2 separate regions of the Sus scrofa genome follow, and region 2 is linked to region 1. The links are chromatin contacts, called in public HiChIP or PLAC-seq maps. All regions are on one chromosome and are shown on one strand. The core of a region is the stretch at or near the end of the contact, and the rest is flanking DNA. Distances in the headings are between cores, read along the strand shown. Region 1 holds the start of PRR5L (proline-rich protein 5-like). Region 2 holds the start of TRIM44 (tripartite motif-containing protein 44).

Region 1 (3,676 bases), core at 1,125-3,624:
GTCTTTGAATAGTTTCTTCCACTCAGCCTAATGTTTGAGTGGGTTGTCCTAATGTTTTTATGGCTGTATCAGGACTTCATTCCTTTTTTTTTTTTTTTTTTTGTCCTTTGTCTTTTTAGGGCTGCACCTGTGACACATGGAGGTTCCTGCCTAGGGGCACAATCAGAGCCACAGCAACTCGGGATCTGAGCCACATCTGCATCTGTGACCTACACCACAGCTCACGGCAACGCTGGATCCTTAACCCACCGAGCGAGGCCAGGGATCGAACCCTTGTCCTCATGGATGCTAGTTGGGCTTGTTAACTGATGAGCCACAATGGGAGCTCCAGTACTTCATTCCTTTTGACCGCTGAATAATTTCCATTGTGTGGATATACCACACTGTGTGTCTCCGTTCATCAGTTGATAGATACTTGGGTTGTTTCTGCCTTTTGGCTGTCATCAGTAATGCTGCCATGAACACTTTCAAACAAGTTTTTGGGTTGACTTATGTTTTCATAGTTCTTGGGGTGTATACCCAGGAGTGAAATGGCTGGATCATATGGTAACTCTGTGTTTAACTTTTTGAGGAACTGCCAGACTGTCTGCAAACGCAGTTGCACCATTTTGCATTCCCATCAGCAGTGTCTGAGGGTTCCAGTTTCTCCACATCCTCGCTGACACTTGTTATTATCTGTCTTTTGGAGGATAGCCATCCCAGTGGGTGGGAAGTGCTATCTCATTATGAGCAATCTTGTTTGGAAGTTGTGTGTGCCTCGCAAGCACTTTTGGTCACTTAGACTACTTATGTGCACTTGAGGTGATGGAGATTATGGGGGCTTAAGCCCTCAGTCTTCCCTTTGGTCCCACCCTTAAGTCCAGGCTTTATCAGAGGAACACCAGCAGTAGGTGGAGTAGGCCAAAGGGCTGTGGCACTTTAGGGAGAGGCCCCTGGTTTTCCATTTCCTCACTCCCAATTCATGAACTGAGATGAGGGCAGGTATCCAGGGAGACAGGGCTGCTCATCTTTATTGATCTGGTGCCACTTGCTCCAGGTCAAGGAGGGGCTTTAAAGTGACCTGATCATCTCACCAGGAAACTGCAGGCAAATTGAGGCCAGAAGACCTGAAAATGACAGATATGTGCTGGCTTGGAAATGCCCTCTGTGTCCAGATCGGGCATCACAAGCTGCATGATTCCAGGCTCACTTTGTATGAACAGTGTCTCGGGAAACACCAGTTTCAAAATAGGGAAATCTGACACAAAGATCTAGCTTTCCAGCTTTGCTTTAAAGATGGACGGGCCTGGCCATGCCATTCCTACCTTTTCACGTTACAACAGTTGCCTAGAGCTGAGCCCTGGCTGCCCCCAAACACTGGCACGAGTGCTTGAATCCCCACTGTCCCCATTGCTCTCTGCAGTGTCGCCGTTGGTCCTCTCTATACATTGGTCACCTGCCTTATCCCTGTGGATATTTGTTGGGTGCCCAACTTCCCTGAGGGACCTAATGGGGAAAACTTAGGCCATAATAGGTGGTGAGGCTGAATTTGGGTGTTTGAGATCCTGGGGTTCCAGCCATGCCCTTAGCATCTCCTCATGAGTCTAAGCAAATTGCAAGTGTAATGTGAGCGTCTAATTTGTCATTCATGCTTCTAGAGCAATTTTTATAAGCCACATAATTCTCTATGAGTTTTACATGTATTAACTCATTTAATCCTCACTAACCCAAGAATGATCCCAGTTTACAGGTGGAAAAACTAAGGCTGGGAGAAAAAAAAAACGGACAGTGCTTGGGTAATTAGTAGCAGGACCAGGATTTAAAGTCAGGAGCCTCATTTTGTGAGCTTGCTCCTACCTGGGTGTCTGGTTAATAAGGGGGTGCAATCGCTACTATGTAAGGAATGATCTGGTCTTAGCAATTGCGGCTGCCCTGAGGCCGGCACTGGAGGATTTGAAGAGATGACACCCTGATTTTTTTTCAGCTCTAACTTGTGGTGAGTCTCTGAAAACATGTTAAGAGAGGAGGCAAGGGAAAGGAAAGGGGTACTTGGCAATTTGCCATGCCCAGAAGACTGGCGCATACCCAGGTGCTCACCCCTGATGGGGTGTCGCCTGCTCCCCATTACAGAACACTGTGGGCTGGGAGTCTGAAGTTGCTCTCCCAGTGCTGACTGGCCGGGTGGCTGTGATTAGCAAAGTCCAGTGAGCATCAGGCCCGGGAGGGCACTGTGGCCTCATTCCCGTCCCCAGGAGTAACACAGAAGTGGCTGGTAACACGGAGCATTGTCCTCGCCCACACAGGGCCTCTTTGTCTCCTCGATGCACAGAGAGGAGGCCGTGACAATGGCCTTGAATGGCACTTTGCTCTCCTTTCTCCAATGTTACGCTTGTTTTTTTCAGTGCTGAAAACAGCTAAACAATTACTTCCTGCGGGGAGTGTCAGCTTTTCATCTTTTCCGCCTGCTCCTCTGGCAGTCCTCGGGGCCCCGAGCAGTGGGAGCTGAGTGGACACATGGGCCCAGGGAGAGCTGGGCTCCATGGAGGCTGAAAGGCTGTGGCACCTCACCTTTCCCTGGCCAGGTGGGACCTGCCCTGGAGGAAGGAACCAGACCAGGGAACGCAGGTGAGAGTCTGGAAGCAGCTGGTGGGGCGTGGGGGTTGGAGGTCACGGCTGCAGGTCTAGCCAGAGGAGGATGGCTTTCTGCTTTCAAGACACCCTGTTTGCTTGAGAGCCGCTGTCTGCTGGTAAACAAAGATGAAAAAGCTACTGAGGTCAAGTTCGGCAGCCTCTAGACTAGGGAAGCACTCTTCCTGTCTGATCTCCACTCCATGCCTTTGATGTCTTTGGGTGACCGGAAACGTCAAGGTCCCCGTGGGTTTGTTGAGATGACTAGTCCTCTAATGATAGCTGCCATCATGAAGCGCTAACTCTGTGTGTCGGACATGTAGACATATGACTATGTGGAGCTGACTGTCCTGATAGCAGTTATAGAAAATACAACGTGCTTTCCATTCTTGCCTGAGTGCCACCCAGGCAGCCTGGTGCTAGAATCTGTGCTGCACACCACCGTGCCTCTTGTGTAATGGTCTTTACAATAGACCGAGCTTACTGCAGGGTTCCACTTGGAAGGACTTTGATCTCTAATGATAACTATGTGTACTGAGTCCCTTACCTGGTGGCAGGCAAGGTTCTAAATGGTTTGCTTCTATTTCCTCATTAATTCTACATAATAACTCTCTGGGATGAGTTAACTTTAATCATCCCCTTTTTACAAATGAAGTACAGAGACATTAAGCAATTTACCCAGGATCGCACAGCTGTCTGGGGGCAGAATCAGGGTTTGAACACAATTCTGATTGAATACTCTGCAGGATTAGGTGAATCGAATGCCTGCCCAGCCCTGTGAGTAATGCTTGGTTTGCAGTGAGTCTCTTTGTCCGGGTCACGAGGCCTGGAGTGTGGCGTTCCGTCCCTGGCTTTGCCGAACAGCAGCACTGAGTTATCCATTTCAGAAACTCAGACGCTCTTAAATGGTTCGCCTGTTGTCCTCAGCTTTCGCCAAGCTCGAGAAGATGGAACTGCCCGGTGGGGACAGGGAGGGATTTGGAATGATAATCGCTCAATGTGTGTCACCTCTTCCTTGGCCAGAGACAGGCCAAGCTGCCACATAGGTGGGAGGACAGATGTTAAATAA
Region 2 (3,937 bases), core at 830-3,329, 570 kb before region 1:
GAACAAACAGTAACAACAATAATAACAAAAAGACAAACCTTCCTCCCTATTAAAGACCTTGGACACAAAAACATGTACTTTTAAGACATTAAAAAATTATTTTCATTGACAAACTATTTTTAAATGTGATAAAGTTATACTTGTAAAGGCTAAGTTATTTCCTTTTACGCTTGAGGAGGCAGAAATAAGCAAGAAACACTTTCATAAGTACACTGACATTGATGTTTGAGTCAACAATTATTGAATATTTTTGTTGGAATGGTGCATCAATTTAATCCTTGTTTAGAATGCAGGCAGAGAAATAATTTCTGGAGAAATGAACTGGAGAAAAATAGAAATGTATATGGAATTAGAACCAAACAAACCTTTGGAATATCCCCCCCCCCATTCTACAGAATTGTTCTGAGGTAAATAAAACAAAATTTTTTTTCTCACAGTAAGATGTCTGAAAAAGCTTCCCAGAAATTAAGCACACATTCATTATATGTGAAAATATTAAACATCATTTTTTTTTTTTGTCTTTTTGCCTTTTCTGGGGCTGCTCCCGTGGCATATGGAGGTTTCCAGGCTAGGGGTTGAATCGGAGCTGTAGCTGCCGGCCTATGCCAGAGCCACAGCAACATGGGATCCAAGCTGTGTCTGTGACCTATGCCACAGCTCACGGCAATGCCAGGTCCTTAACCCACTGAGAAAGGCCAGGGATCAAACCCACAACCTCATGGTTCCTAGTTGGATTCGTTAACCACTGCGCCATGATGAGAACTCCTAAACATTATTTTAAATGATTTTTTACCCACCTAATCCCCTGACATTTCTGTGAAGATCATTTGGAAATCTTAGCTCAAAAGTATCTAGGGGAATCAATGAAAAACAGACACAATCCTATCCTCCTTCCTTCTTTTCAACCACACCCCAGCCTCTCGCCTGACTAGATCAAAACATCCATTTCCTCTCTCAAATACAAATCAAAAGCTCTTCTATGAATGGAGAGACACAGATATGGAGTAAAAGGTGTGTGTGTGTGGGGGGGTGGCTTACACTACCAGCAGCCAGCCCAAATGTCCAATGTGCTAAAAATGTTTAAAACCTCCTCCAAAGGCTTATTATGTGCACTAAGTCTAATGAGGGCCAATGATAATAGTTAAAATGTAGTGAATACTCTGCAAAGCAGGCATCTTTACATATCATCCACAAACTAGCCCCATGAAGTCAGTATTATTATAATTTCCACTTTACACACACACTGGAAAACAGAATGATCAAATAACTTCTCCAGGGTCACAAAGCCAGTAAGTTGTAGTACCAGAATGTGGGGATCTTCTGGCAGTAGCTCTTCCCAACCTGGTTTATAAAGAGCAGTAAAAAGATCTAGTCCCATTCTTGGCACTTTAGTTTTGGTTCATAAATAACAGTTTCCTTTCTTTTGGAACTTAATCTGAACTAAGTCTCCTTATGGAAAGGAAAATGACTGCACACTGGAACTCTCATTCCACAAATACTGTCTTGCCTCAACTACTTCACCTGACATCTCTGCCAAACCCAAGGCAAGCTCTCTCTCTCTCTCTCTAAAAAGAAAAAAGGCGCAGGTGCAGAGGTTACCACCCTAGAAGTTCTGAGCCCTAGGAGAGGAGGAATGCAAACACACTTTGCAAACAGACAAAGCATAGTATTGCTTTAGATCAAAAATGTGTTTGCTCGCCCTGACTCTGATTCCCTGAGCCTAGGAGAACAAACATAACTGTTCCTTGGGCCCTTGGAAATGCCAAGGGGGAAGGTTCAGTCTGGTAAACAACCCTCCGTCCACACACCTTGCAGAAAGGCCACAACGGAGACTGAACAGGCAGTAACAATCTGGAAGGAGAGAGACTGAAATGCACCTGTACACCTGCCCAGTGGCTTTGAAAAGTCAGGCCGACACCTCCTGGGAAGGAGTGGAGGGTGCAGGGCCCAATCCTCTGCCTCCAGAGTAAGCGTGAGCAAGTGGGAGACCTCATCCATTCTCCCCCTCCTTCTGAGGATGCTGAGCCCCCGCGGGAAAAGCGGAAAAGGGCCAGTGCCACTTTAAATGACTCAGGAAGTAAAAGGGGGCCTCCTGACGCTGAGAGGGAAAGTGGAACCGGGGCGGCGCGAGGGCCCATCGTGCCGTGTTCTCGCCAGGGCAGCGGGGAGGGCGAGCGGGCGGCGTGGCGCAGGGGCCGACGGGGGCGCGGGACGGCCGCGCCGGAAGTGCCCCGGCAGCTGCAGGAAGCTCAGAGGGTGCCTAGCCGTGGAGCCGGCGAGAAGGCGGGGTGTGTGCTCCTGGGCCTGGCGGGGGCTGTAGGAGTAGGTGGCAGCGGGGCTGTGGAACGCGGTGCGGCAGCTGCCCGGGACGGCTCCCGGGTGGGGAGGAAGACGCAAGGAGGCCGCGCCGAGGCCAGGCGGCCAGCTCGGTGGGCTTGAGCCCCGGGCCGCTGCACGGCCCCCACATGGCCTCCGGAGGGGGCGCGGCCTTCGAGGAGCTGCCGCACGATGGCACGTGTGATGAGTGCGAGCCCGACGAGGCTCCGGGGGCCGAGGAAGTGTGCCGAGAATGTGGCTTCTGCTACTGCCACCGTCATGCGGAGGTGCACGGGCAGAAGTTCCCCCGGCACCACCTGGCCGAGTACGTCCACGGTGCTCACCAGGCCTGGGCCTCGGGACCTCAAGGGGGCGGCACAGGGGAGGAAGAAGTCGAGGCCCAGGTGGAGAAGGAGAAGGCCCTAGAAAGCGAGGCAGGGGAAGAGAGCGAGTCTGAGGAAGACAGTGAGTCCGAAGAAGAGAGCGAGACGGAGGAAGAGAGTGAGGATGAGAGCGAGGAAGAGAGTGAGGAGGACAGTGAGGAGGAAATGGAGGATGAGCAAGAGAGTGAAGCAGAGGAAGACAACCAAGAAGGAGAATCAGAGGCAGAGGGAGAAACTGAGGCAGAAAGCGAATTTGATCCGGAAATAGAAATGGAAGCAGAGCGAGTGGCCAAGAGGAAGTGTCTGGACCATGGGCTCGATTTGAGTACCTATTGCCAGGAAGATAAGCAGCTCATCTGTGTCCTGTGCCCAGTCATTGGGGCTCACCAGGGTCATCAGCTTTCCACCCTAGATGAAGCCTTCGAAGAACTAAGAGTAAGTATTGGGCATTCAGAGTACAGGCCTAGCGGTCAGGACACCTGGGTTGCAACTCAGGTGGCTTTCCTGGGGTCACACTCACCTTTCACCTTGTCCCCCAAAGGTTGGTCTGTTCAGCTTGTTGGGAGCAGTGCTTATGGACCTTTTCTGATTGAACTGCTTTGAGAATCAGATGAAAGTTTCTGGACTCAAGAAACATATTAATGTATACACAAAATCTAGTATCCAATTCCCAGAAAATGGCAACTCTTCGGATCCCAAGTAAAACATTCTTTGGATATTGGCTCCACTTAAGCTAGTTCCCACAGTATCTCCATTGTTGAGACTAAGGGCCTCGACTCAAGGCTCTTGACAGGGCAGTTACTTTGTCTTCTTGAAAACAGGACGAACCATGGTTTAGTCAGATGAAGTCAAGCAGATAGTTCCTCTGTAAAGACTTCCTAAGATTATGGGATTTTTTTTGTTCTTTTTTTGTTTGTGGGTTTTTGTTTTTGTTTTTGTTTTTTATGGCTGCACCTGCAGCACATGGACGTTCTTGGGCCAGGGATTGAATCCGAGCTGCAGCTGTGACTTATGGCAGCTCTGGCAAGGTGGGATCCTTTAACCCACTGCAGCAGGGCTGGGGATCCAACCCGATCCTCCCCAGGGACCCGAGCTGCTGCAATTGAATTCTTAACCCACTGTGCCACAGTGAGAACTCAAAGGCTATGGCTTTAATAATAACTTTATGTATACGGTGAATTCCTTTTAGGTTCTTCATGTTTGGTGCTTGTTTGGAAAGGAGGATAAGAGGGTTGAGG

The links. HiChIP or PLAC-seq counts read pairs in DNA pulled down with a chosen protein or histone mark.
Region 2: an H3K27ac HiChIP or PLAC-seq map of alveolar macrophages shows a contact between it and region 1. The contact joins the promoter of TRIM44 here to the promoter of PRR5L in region 1.

The regions. Positions count from the first base shown.
Region 1 is chr2:24,811,340-24,815,015 of Sscrofa11.1, reverse strand. It overlaps PRR5L (proline-rich protein 5-like), which reads left to right and starts at 2,374. Exons shown (of 11, transcript XM_021083180.1): 1 at 2,374-2,604.
Region 2 is chr2:25,376,880-25,380,816 of Sscrofa11.1, reverse strand. TRIM44 (tripartite motif-containing protein 44) reads left to right here and starts at 2,079. Exons shown (of 5, transcript XM_003122865.4): 1 at 2,079-3,134. The coding sequence starts at 2,466.